Regions from separate parts of the Oryctolagus cuniculus genome. Here region 2 is linked to region 1. The links are chromatin contacts, called in public Micro-C maps. All regions are on one chromosome and are shown on one strand. Each heading gives the region's core, a stretch centred on a gene start, on an enhancer-like site or on the middle of the called end of the contact. The rest is flanking DNA. Distances are from core to core; before and after follow the strand shown.

What was found. Hi-C and Micro-C count contacts between places; a contact is called where the count stands out from the background.
Region 2: a contact with region 1 is called in a Micro-C map of ear pinna, with 13 times the contacts expected there. The contact joins the promoter of C5H6orf89 here to the enhancer-like site in region 1. A contact is called at or near these places in 6 of 6 Hi-C or Micro-C datasets (ear pinna, embryonic fibroblasts, liver and 3 more).

The regions. Positions count from the first base shown.
Region 1 is chr5:132,607,688-132,613,910 of mOryCun1.1, forward strand. FGD2 (FYVE, RhoGEF and PH domain containing 2) reads right to left here. Exons shown (of 16, transcript XM_051854797.2): 10 at 3,292-3,371; 11 at 3,182-3,212; 12 at 2,756-2,848; 13 at 2,183-2,314; 14 at 1-113. Among named protein-coding and RNA genes, the nearest start is that of FGD2, 15 kb to the right of the region's middle. Within about 2 kb of position 3,019, at least 1 of the 8 cell types and tissues checked has an H3K27ac peak or open chromatin away from gene starts, as enhancers often do.
Region 2 is chr5:132,728,275-132,734,497 of mOryCun1.1, forward strand. It overlaps C5H6orf89 (chromosome 5 C6orf89 homolog), which reads right to left and starts at 3,411. Exons shown (of 8, transcript XM_070074136.1): 1 at 3,285-3,411. The coding sequence starts at 3,286.

The DNA of each region.
Region 1 (6,223 bases), core at 1,769-4,268:
CCAGGGAGTACGCAGCCCGTGAGGAACGCGTAGCAGTCGAGGCACACGCGGCTGGGCCTGTTCGCGTTGTACTTGAGCTCAGCCCGGTACTCGGAGCACCTGGCACACACCACCTGGGGGCGGCGGAGGAGGCCCGTGGCGGGCTGTGTTTGGGCTTTGGCCAGGAGGTGTGGGCGTGAGAGCAACCAGAGGCTGGGGGCGGGGGTGGAATGCAAGCCCCGGAAGGCACAGAGCCCTCCGCGGAGAGGTTCCCGCAGGCCAGGCTCTGGGCTCTGGTGCTGCCCGCCGCGAGCGCCCTCGCCACGCTCCCCTTCTGCCAGGGTGCCTGGGGGTCGCAGAGACCCGCCCTGCATCTGACTCACTTTCCCCAGTGCCCTCCCCTGCCATGTCCCCTGCCTCCAGGACCCCGCACATCAGGATGGCCCAGTGCGCAGCGCCCGCTGCCTGCGCCTCTGCCACAGTCCCGCAAGCTTTGCGCCCGGAGAGCCGAGGTCGTCCATGGGGAGGTGGGGTGTAGGTTCTCTTACCAGCAAGACCCCCACACACCCCGGAGTAGCCATAGGCGAGACCCACCCCAGGAGCCCCACGGACCAAGCTGGGGACAGAGGCGTCTGGAGATCGGAGAGCGGCGGGAAACGCAGCGAGAGAAGGGGTGCCGGGTGCAGGGGGCGTCCTCGTGCGGTACCTGCCCCACCCTCGCGAAGATTCCCACTTGGGCACGCGAGGGACAGAAGCTGGGCGCCGGAGCCACGGAAAGCGAGGGAAGCCCCTGCGCCCCACACAGCCCCAGTTGGGGGCACCACTGCCTGGGGGAGCTGAGATCCTAAGTGGCTTACTATAATGTGTATTTCCTCCTCCACTTAGAAAATGTCAACTCTAGAGACAAGTTGAAAAAAAATGCAATGAGATCCCCCACCCAAACTCACCAAATGTTAACATTCTGCCACCTTCTCTCTCTCCATCTCTCTCTCTCTCTCTCTGTCTCCCTCCCTCTCTCTTTCTCTCTCTACACACACATGGCTATTTCAAAAAAGTTTGTAGGAAAATGGAGTTAAAAGATAAAATCATTGTGGGGCAAAAATGGTTGGAATGCGTCCATCTAGTGTCATCATCGTGTGCATTTTCCGTGAGTTCGTGGACCGCTCCTCGTATCTTCTGAGTACAAATGACAGTCACCCTGCTGCCGCGTCCCCGGAGATGTCGCCGGCATCTCCTGAGGACAAGGACTGTCTCCTGCCCCTCCACAGTGTCACGGTCACATGCGGGAAGTTTATCATGGACACGACCTTATTATCTACGGACCACTCCACATCAGCTGTCCCTCGGTGGCTTCGGGAATGACCTTGGTAGCTTCTGAGCCATTCCCCCCACCTAGGACTCTGCAGCAAGGGGGCATTTTATTTAGCCGTCAGAGTATCTTCTGACATGAGCCTCGAGGGACACAAGGGTGTCTTACCCTTTGCACCTCTTGTATTGATCCACCGGTTTAAGTAACCTTCCAGGAGCAAGTGTGCATTGATGCAACTCTTTACGGGCGTGAATCGCCCGGAACAGCCGCTAATTCCCGGAGGCTTTCCACTTGGCATGGGAAGCAGCTCATCCCGCGCACCTGAATGCAGGTACAGCCCGAGTCTGAGCTCCACTCGCAGCCACACCTCCCTGACTGGCCCCAACCTGTCACCTGGCCTCCGCCTGGTCCCTGGAGGCTGCCTCACTGATGACTGAGCTTGCAAAGGGCTGATCGCAGAGTAAATTGGGGAGGGGGCGGGCAGTGTCAGCAGAGCAGCCCAAGTGCAGCAGGTGCCTGAGGAGCAGAGCAAGACCTGCAAGGGTTGGGGGTGAGCAACAGGGCCACCAGGAGCCAGCGTGCTGAGGCCACGCCAGCGCAGGAGGGGGCAGCTAGCCCAGAGAGGACCATGGGGGGTGGCAGGGCCAAGGCCTGGAAGGAACTGGACACCCCTTCCTAAACTAGGGTCTGGAGCCCAGGGGACGGGGCAACAGGAGCAGGTGGGTGAACAGGGTCTGCCATGGGGGGTGGGGCGCCGTCTGTGAAATGGGAGCGTACTGTGAGGGCGCAATGGGCCAGCCAGGAGGGAGGGCTGAGGCCCGGGCGGGGCAGGTGGAGGCCAAGGCGAATGGGTGTAGGCGGGGCGGGGGCAGCAGGCGCGGCGGGAGCACTCACGTAGCCGCACGCGCGGCAGTGGTGGCGCCGGCGCGTGAGGGCGTTGAAGGGCTCCCGGCAGCGCATGCACATGGTGACCATCTTGTCGCGGACCCACTGCGGCGCCCGGAGGCCCAGCTCCTCGGACTGCAGCTGTGGAGTGAGCACAGGTTGAGCGGGGCGTGGCCGGCCCTCCGAGGCCCATCTGCTGCCACGGGGGTCCTGTGCGCCCGGCTCCCTGGGTCTCCCCTGGGATCTGAGGGAGGCTCCCCATCTTACAGGGGGAGGAAACGGGGCGGAGAGGTGAGGGGACGCAGCAGAGTCCCCCACAAAGCACAGGTCAGAGCTGGACCTGAACCCAGGCCGCCGAGTCTTCCGCGGCTCATCTACTTTCACGCCCCAAGGCTGCCCCCGGGGGTGCTGCGCAGGGGGGCTCCCGAGGAAACTTCTGGGCATGGGGAGGCTTTGCCCCCATCCTCACCCCCTCCCCACACACAGTCCCTTCAACACCCCTGGTGACTGCTGCTTCCCGCCCCCGCGAGCTGGCCTGGAAAGGGAGCCGGCTGTGCTGAGGGCGGGACAGGCTCCGTGCACCTGCGGCTCCTGGAGGCCGCCTTCGGACCCCTGCACCGCCGCCTTGAAGGTTTCATTGCGCTTTTCTACTTGGTCGATGGCTGCTTGGCAGGCCTGGAAGGGCGGGAGGGAAGTGGGTGGGTGGCGGCAGAGGTTTTTGCTCGTCGGGGTCGGCACATTCAACAGACATGCCTGAGTTCTGAGCCCGCGTGGGCTGACGACAGGTGTGCACACCGGGGCTCAGCCAGGGTAAGTGGCCCGTCCCAGGCTGCCCCGCCCCCGGGGCCCAGCACAGAACAACTCCTTAGGAAGAGCCGGGAGCCTGCGGGCACGCGCAGGTATGAGAGTGCACACGCCCACGCCCCTGCACCCACGCACCCACCCTCCTGCTGCCTCAACCCCAGTGGGTGAGGAGCGGAGCCCTGGGGCCCTGGGGCCTCCCCGTACCTGTAGCCAGGAAATCATTTCCTCCTGGGACCTGCGCAAAAGCAGCTCGGGTGAGGAGCAGCAGGCCGCTCCCGGGCCCCCGCCTCTCCAGGGCCGCTCCCTGGCCTTACCGCGCCTGTAGCTCCAGGGTGCGCTGCTTCCCGGACACCAGGAAGGAGTGGGGGAACTCGGGATCCATCAGCGCCCGCACCTGCAGGGCAGGTCACGGCCGCCGTGAGCTCGGGCTCCGTGCTGCACCTGGCCTGTTCACTGCCTCCCGGGTCCTGCTTTTTGTTTTGTAAAGATTTACTTATTTGAAAGGCAGAGCAACAGAGAGAGAGAGAGAGAGAGAGAGAGAGAGAGAGAGAGAGACAGGTCTTCCATCCACTGGTTCACTCCCCAGATGGCTGCAATGGCTGAGGTTAGACCAGGAGCTCCATCCCCCTCTCCCTGCCTCCCAGGCGCATTAGCTGGGAGCTGGATTGGAAGCGGAGCAGCAGGGACTGAACTGGCTCCCGGATGGGATGCCGGCGTCACAAGTGGCGGCTCAGCTGGCTGTGCCAACAGCACCCTTCCTGGTCCTCCTGAACCAGGTACCTGTGGCTGGGCGCGCCTGGAGTACACGGAACTCAACAGTAGCACCGGGGGAGGTGGCACACGGTGCCTCACAGAGCTCACCAGAAATGAAACCCCATCTCAAAACTCCACGACTGTATGAGGACTCACTGGGGCCTTTTTTTGGCTTAAAGTGTCCGTGACACAAAGCAAAAAAAGAAAAAAATCTTAAGAGCACTCGGGAGGCAGTGGAGGCTCAGAGACGGCAAGAGGCCCGCCTGGGTCACACAGCGCCCAACTCAGGGCTGCAGCCCCCAGGCGGAAGAGCATGGACTTCCACCGCCCCCGCAGCGGCCTGTGCCCAGACCTTTCCCAGGCCCCGCGTGCACAGAGACCTCGAAGGGAACCCGGGGCAGACACAGCCTCCCAGCACCTGCGGGGAGGGCTGGGGCCGGGGCTTGGTTGCCGCGGAGCCCGCGGACTCCTGAGCCTCTCTGCTGCCCCCTGGTGGCGGGGAGGCCTCTGTCAAGGCGGCCCCGAGGGCGCGGTGCTGTACAAAGCGGGGGTGTGGGGAGCTGTGTGTGAGCTGTGGGCCGGGGGCAAAGCGGGGCCAGAGCCCAGGCCCGGGAAGGGTGGGAAGGGGTGGGGAATGCCGCTCTCCTGGCCAGGCCTGCTGCCGGGGCGCACGCCGCCGGGAGAGAACAGGCTTCGACTGTGGGGCGGAGGGCGGGACTCCCTGGGTCAGGGAGAGGGCAGAGAAGTGGGAATCTCCAGGGCTCAAGTCCAGAAATAGGGAGACAGGTGTGCTTGTGATGGAAAAGGAGGAACTAGGGGAGCCCCTGCACGAGGGTCCACGAGAGGCGCCGGCTCCCCACCACGCGTCCAGCTCTGCCCCGCCCAGTGTCGGCCACTCTGGTAGGTCTGGGTCAGTCCAGCCCCTTCCTCTTCCACACAGGGCCTTTGTGCTAATTAGAAAAGAAGACCCTTTCTCAAAACCCTATACTGACATCTGTTGGCAAACGCATAATATTCAGATTCCCTGGAAACGAGATTTGACTGCCATCTGCCGGACAAGGCTCCCTATGAAGGTATCAGTATTCTACAGCTGCTGCAGATGGCACCTCGTAGATGAGATATCCTTGTGCAGTGCACAACCTGCACAGCTGTGCATGGAGTTCCTGGGTATGTGTGCCCACACTCTCTCCTTCTTCCCAGCCTAGTTCTGAGCTCAGTGACAGTCAGCAGCAGAAAACCAGGCCCTCCTGGCACCCAGGAAGGAGGAGGCCTGAGGGTGGGGTGGGGTGGAGGGGTCAGGGCCAGTGGTCAAAGACCAAACCTGCCTCCAAACTTTAGATTCAGAAAATGGTTCTTGCGTGGGTGGACAGCTCTGCACCTGCCAAACCTGTGCCATCCAGCAGAGGGTGCTGTGCAGCCACGGGAGACAGACAGGTGCCAGGAACCAGGTGCCCGTGGGGCCCACACGTCCTTAACACACCCCAAGCATGTGCCGCCTGGAGGCCCTCGCTTTACCACTGTGCACTGCTCTGCTGTTTGTCCTGTCTGTCCATCCCTGGCTCTTTCCCAGTGCCTCTGCCTACATCTGCCTTTCCCAGCCTCCCTCATCAGGGGCCCTGCAGACAGGCCAGCATGTGCCCTGGGCCCTGGGACTTTCTGGCCACTTCAGGACAGTCAGCTACCCCTGGTGGGGGCCACACTCCTGAGAGGCCTCAGCTCAGGCGTGGGGGCTGGGCCGTGTCCTCCCATTGGCCTTTGTCACCCTCAGCCTGCATCTAACCCCAGGCGACCCCAGTCAGCAGTGGGGGCCGTGCCCTCCTGCTGGGTCTCCCAGGGGCCAGAGCAGGGGGTGTCCTGGCCCAGCTCCAGCCTGCAGCTCCCTCCTGGGAGGCTGGGGGCAGGGTGATGAGGATGGGGGATGGGGGAGGAAGAGCCAAGATGGGCCTGGTCGGATGTCAGCTGCCCCCGGCCCCGGCCCCTGGACGCCGCGCCAGGACGTCGTGGACCTGTCCAAGCAGATGGCAAGAAGGTCTTTCTGGAGCAAGCGTTGTGACACAGGTGGTGAGGTGGCCACCCGTGACGCCAGCCTCCCACTTCGAACAGGCCTGCTGGAATCCCGGCTGCCCTGCCTCCCAGCCCTGCTGCGGCCTGGGAAGGCGCAATGATGGCTCAAGTGCTTGGGCCATGGCACCCGCATGGGAGACCTGCATGGGGCTCCTGGCTCCCGGCTTCAGCCTGGCCCAGCCCTGGCTGCTGCGGCCATCTGGGGAGTGAACCAGCAGACGGAAGGTCTCTCTCTGTCTCTGTCTCTCCCTCCCACTCTCTGTAACTCTGACTTTCAAATAAATAAAATGAATCTTTAAAATAAAAAGAAGGTTCTTCTGCTACGGCTCTGCTACACACAAAGCCGAGCGCAGCTCTGTCCCCAAAGGGAGGCAGCAGCCTTGGCAGGAGGCCATGCAGCGTGGTGATTGACACGGGGTGGGGGGGTGG
Region 2 (6,223 bases), core at 2,161-4,660, 120 kb after region 1:
TATTTCAGCATGAATCTTCTAACCACAGTATTCTATATAACATTTGAATACCTGGTAAAATTAAATAATTCTATAATGTTACCTAATATTCAGTCTATAGTCAAATGTTCCTATTAAAAAAAAAAAAAACACACACACATAGTTTTTTAAAAATCCAGGATCCAGGGGCCAGTGCTGTGGCACAGCAGGTAAAGCTGCCACCTGCAGTGCTGGCATCCCATATGGGTACTGGTTCAAGTCCCAGCTGCTCCACTTCTGATCCAGCTCTCTGCTATGGCCTGGGAAAGCAGTAGAAGATGGCCCAAGTCCTTGGGCCCCTGCACCTGCGTGGGAGACCCACAAGAAGCTCCTGGCTGCTGGCCTCAGATCGGCCCAGGTCTGGCCGTTGCGGCCATCTGGGGAGTGAACCATCAGATGGAGGACCTCTCTCTCCTTCTCTCTGTCTGCCTCTCTGTAACTCTGCCTTCCAAAAAAAAAAAAAAAAAAAAAAAAAAAACCTTAAAAAAAAATCTAGGATCCAACTCCAACATATTGCAATCTGGCTGCCATGTCTCTTTGATCTACCTACATATACAAATTCCTGCTTCCTTCTTTTTTGGTCTTTCTGACACTGACATATTTGAAGCAGGAAGTCTCCACATTTTTAAATGCACCTCTATCTACTCCCATCCTCATCTTTTCCAGTTTCTACTCTTTAAAAAAAAAAAAAAAAAAAATCCTCGCTAGATTTCCAGTACTCTGCCCTCCTGTCTCCACTGAGCGATAAGCTCCCAGGAAGGGGCTGGGGGTGGGTTGAGGGAGGTGGGGACCCTCACTCACTTTGTTCCTCAGGTCTCCATTCATTTATCAATCTGCTGGAATCATATTTCTGACCCTCTCATTCCACCGTTTCTGCTCTAAGGTCACCAATGACTTTCTAAATACCAAGCCCAAAGGACAACTTCAGTTGTGACCTTATCTGACCTCTGTGCCGCAGCTGCCACTGCCGCCCATTATCTCTCCCGAGAACTCTCAACCCTTGGCACAGTCCTCTTGCTCTCTTGCCAGAGGCTGGCATTCACCGCAGTTGTCCTTGACCTTCCCCCTTCCCTCTGCCCTTCTACCCGGCAGCTGTTAATGACTCCCCAATGTCTTCTCCAGTCTAGAGTTCACCGCAGAGCTCAAGACCCATCTACTTAACCACCTCCCACACTCAGACCAAATTTCCCATAGTTCCCTATACCTAATGTGTCTATAACTGAACTTAGTGTTTCTCCCTTCAACCCATTCCCCCTACTGCATTCATTTTCCTAATGGAAACACCAGTCCTCCAAACAGGAAAACCTCTTTTCTTCCTGTCTCTTTCCCACCACTGAAACTGTCCCTAAATCCTCATGATTCAACCTTCTAGAGAATTCTCATAGCCATCGTTGCCTCTCTAGCTCTGCCAACATTAAAGGCAGTCAAGGGCCTCAACATCCCTCCACGGGCCACCAAAGACACGGTTACGCTTCTTGTCTCTAGTCCATACTCTATGCTATCCACAAGCTGTTTTTCTGAAGCACTTACTGGTTCACGCTAGAAACCTTCCAGGGCTCACCATCCTCTGCTGGAGTACAGTTCAGCATACGGCAAAGAACACAGGCGCTGGAGCTAGAAAAAGCTGGAAGCAAATTCTAGATTTCTCTAAGTACTCTGTGGCCCTGAGATACTACTTACAATTAGCCTTGGCGTGTTTATTTATAAAACCAGGATAATTATGTCTACTCCAAAATTTTAACAGGATTCTACAACGTTATAGAAAACATCTGTTCCAATTTCCAGACAAATTAAATACTTAACTGTTATAAGATAAAGTCCAAATTACTTACCGTAGTCTTAAATGCTCTGGTCACTGCCTATCTGTTCAGTCTCATTTTCTATTAATCCTTTCTGTTTCACAGCTTTTTGCTTTTGTACAATCAAAAGCTTTTCCTCTGCCTAAAAAGTCAAACTCTCCAAGCTTTGTCCAAAAAGTGAACTCTTGAAGACTCTGACCTCGAGTTTTCCCTTTGAACCTTATACAACTCTACCCCTTTGTAGTACATGTCTGTCCCTACCTTCCACACTAAATTGTGGGTTTCTTTAAAGCAGAGATAAAGGGAGAAAATAACAAAACAAAAAGCTAGCAGACAGGTAAATTCATCTGATATTAAATTGGATTAAGGTTGGACAAATTTATGGAATGGATCTAAAGTGCTCTCACTGACTGTAACATAGGCTTTAGTCACTTTACTTCAAGGCTTTTTAACGCCATCAGCCTGATGAGAGTTTAGGTGAGCAGGAATCAGTACTCGGATCTTCTTCTTGGTGTCACAGAACTCCTGTGGGGGGACAGGGACTCAAGGCCGGCCTTAAGCCCTGACAGGACTAACTGGGCCTCTTTCTGGCACACACTGGGCCACACGAATCTCCATGCAAAACTTCATTATAGCAAAGTCGAATTTAGCTACTTTAAGAGCCATATTATTCCTTCACTGGGAGACTGTGAGAACTCCAATGGAAATTAACGAATTTATTAAGGGAGAGCCCTCTGCAGAAAATTCGATGAGAACCACCGAACGAGCAATCAGAGAAGTCAGAATATTACGCATCCGGGAGCAGTATCTATTACAAGGTGACTGATGACCTAACGCTTTTTTAAAGACATATTCTCGAATACCAGGGCTATGCGGACTCTCAGAAAATGCACGACCTTCAGGGTTAATAATCTCGCAAGACCACAGCACACGGGACAGGGGAATTTTCTTGTACAAACGCCTCATCTACTCCTGTCAAGACACCACAAGTCATGTTCCTTTCTGAGATCCGAGGTGTCGGCTTTATCACAGAACAGAACCATGATAAAAGAAAAGAAAGGACTTCCCCCTTGACAATGACTACGAAAAGAGGTTTCAGAGGGCCGGAGAATCTACTTTCGACGTATGTGTACACAAACACACACACACACACACAGAGGAAGCCATCCAAAGGACAGTGCAAGCTGGACTTCACCAACACGGCTCGTGCTGGGCCCTGCTGTGGCCGCGTTCGGCCGTCCCCGGCGGAGCCAAGCAAAGACAGAGAGGTCTGGGGGAGCCGACCCCGAGGGCGCCGCCTGGGGATGCTGTCAGTCCACAAACCCCCAGAGGCTCCGACAAGCCACCAGCTCTGGAGTCCAGGGTGAGAGGAGGGGCGGCGCGAGGATGGATGTCACAGACGGGCACAGCAGCGAGGCTGTCACCGGCCGGCCTCCCCCCTCCCGGTCTCGGGCCCCACTCACTCACATGCGGGCCCGCGCCCCCTCGGGCTCCTCCCGCCTCGGGGACAGCAGCCGCCGGGCGAGGAGGATGGGCCGACCACTTCCTGCTTCCGGGACCGCAACCCGGAAGCAACTCCCACCGCAAGGGCGAGGCCGCGCGCCCCAGGGTAGCTCCGCCCCCCCAGCCCCGCGCTTCCGCCGAAAACGGCGGCGCGACGCGCGCGGGAACGCGGGTTCTGGCTCCCCCTGGCGTCCCTCTGGGGCGTGGCTCTTCTTCCTCCGTCGTGTTAGGCCTTGCTGGCGTCTGCTCCACACAAGCATTTACCGAGCCCCCTGCTACGTGCCAGAGTGTGTTAGGCATGAAGGGGTGAGAATGGGGGGGATACATACATGTGCAGCCGCCTCGCCCCTCTGGGCGCCCCTAGTCTGAGAGAACGGCCTGCAAACAAATCACTCAACTTGAGACTTGACCGCTAATTATGGAGGACTTACTCTGTGCCGGACGTTACTGTGTGCTTGGCATTTGTGAAACCGCTTCAACAACCCTGCGACATAAATAGTCCTCATACACACTAGGCGGGTCAAAGATGAGGAGCGGTGGGGTCAGAACATGAACCCAGACTCTTAAAATATATGAAAGGCAGAGTGAGAGAGAAAACGATCGAAAGTCTGGTTCACTGCCCAAATGGCCTCGCAGCCAGGAGCCTGGAGCTCCAACAGGGCCTCCCACGTGGGTGCAGGGCCCCAAGGACTTGGGCCATCTTCCCACTACTTTCCCAGGTGCGTTAGCAGGGAGCTGGATCAGAAGTGGAGCACCTGGGACTCGAATGGGATGCTGGTGTCACAGGCTGTGGCTTTACCCAAACCCTGCCATTCTCCTTATCCTGCTATGTCAGTAGTGCCAAAGCTTTTAACTGCTGTTTACAAGAAATTGCAAACAAAATACAAACGCGTTCAGAGTAATAATTCCACAGCTACAAAGGCAGTTTGATAATGATGCAGGGGTGTTTGCATCAATAAAATGGTATAAATAGACCAAAAACAGAGCCAAACATATGTGGACACTTGATCTATGACAGAGATTCGAAGGAAGGGTAATGCTTTCAACAAATGGTGCTGGGTCAACTGGATATCCATATACAGAAAAAATGAAATCTGCTTCCTACTTACGCAATACTCCAAAATAAATTCTAGGTGCATTATAAACCTTTTTTAAAAAGATTTATTTTAGTTATTTGAAAGGCAGAGTTACAGAGAGAGAGAGAGAATCTTCCATCCGCTGGTTCACTCCCCAAATGGCCACAACAGCCAGGGCCGGGCCAGGTCAAAGCCAGGAATCAGGAGCTTCATCTGGGTCTCCCATGTGGGTGCGGGGGCCCAAGCACTTAGGCTGTCTTCTGCTGTTTTCCCAGGCACATTAGCTTGGAGCTGGATTGGAAGTAGAGCAACCGGGACTTGAACCAGCACTCATTTGGAATGCCCATGCTTCAGGCAGCGGCTTAGCCCACTACACCACTGCATTGGCCCCATTGTAAACCTTAATGAGAAAAAATTTCAAAGCTGCTTTGTCCAGTACCATCTCCCTGGGAGTGACTATTGAGCAACTGAAATGTGGCTAGTCAGAACTGAGACGTTCTGTAAGAGAATTACCATGTAATACCATGAACTATATTAAAATGAGAAACTTCTTGGGGTGAGTGGACTGGTAGTTAAAATGCCAGATAGGGTGCACACATCTCATGTCAGAGTTAGAGTTCCACTCCTGCTTCCTGCTTCCTGTCATGAACCTGGGGAGGCAGCAGGTAATGGCTCAAATGGTTGAGTCCTTGCCACCCATGTGGGAGACCTGGATTGAGTTCCTGGCTCCTGGCTGCACCATGGCCCAGCCTAGGCTGCTGTGAGTGTTTGGAGTCAGTAGATGGGAACTCTGTCTGTCTCTCTGTCTCTCAAATAAAAATTTTAAAAAGATGTATTTATTAATTTGAAAGGCAGAGTTACACTTGCACTGAGCCATGGTGAGGCTTGCCTTTTTATCCCCCCACTGGGGTAAGTGGGTGGTGAAGGTGCCCTGGTGTGTCACCAATCACAAGCTCATCCTTTGGGGTGTCACCAGCCAGATGTTGGTGCCTGAGTGTGACCAATGATGTTTTAGGGATCTTGTGGGTGTGGCCAATCATGGTGCAGTAGTAAGGGTAAAGTAATGCAGTAGCCAGCTGGTTGCTTCTTCTTTTTTTTTTTTTTTTTTTTTTTTAAGATTTATTTATTTATTTGAAAGTCAGAGTTACACAGAGAGGGAAGGAGAGGCAGAGAGAGAGGTCTTCCATCTGATGGTTCACTCCCTAGATGGTCGCAACGGTCGGAACTGCGTCAATGCAAAGCCAGGAGCCAGGAGCTTCTTCCAAGTCTCCCACGCGGGTGCAGGGGCCCAAGGATTTGGGCCATGGTCTACTGCTTTCCCAGGCCATAGCAGAGAGCTGGATTGGAGAGGAGCAGCCAGGACCAGAACCGGCGCCCATATGGGATGCCGGCGCTTCAGGCCAGGGCATTAACCCTCTGCACCACAATGCCGGCCCCGGTTGGCTTCTTCTTATCATGTAATGTCCCCCAGTCCTTCTCAGGCCTCACCACCTGTGTCTGTTCTGACAGATGGTCTAGGCAGTTCCTGGTGCTTAAGTGACCTTAGCTTAAGTAACTCCATTTTAGTTTTGCTTAGCTTAAGTAACTCCATTTTTGTTTTGCTTTTTCTGTCTCTTTTTGGGTTAGCGGTGCTCTGTAACTCTTTGGGACTCCTGTGGGATTCCCCACACCCTCTCCTCTCTACACTCTGCTCCAGAACAGCCTGGGAAACGCTCTCTGACTCTTCTAATTCTTTATAGGGCTCCAAATCTACAAAGGAGAAAAACTCCTCCCAGCTTCTGGTTAACTCCTATTTATTTTCTGGATCGCTGCAGCGAAGTTCTGACG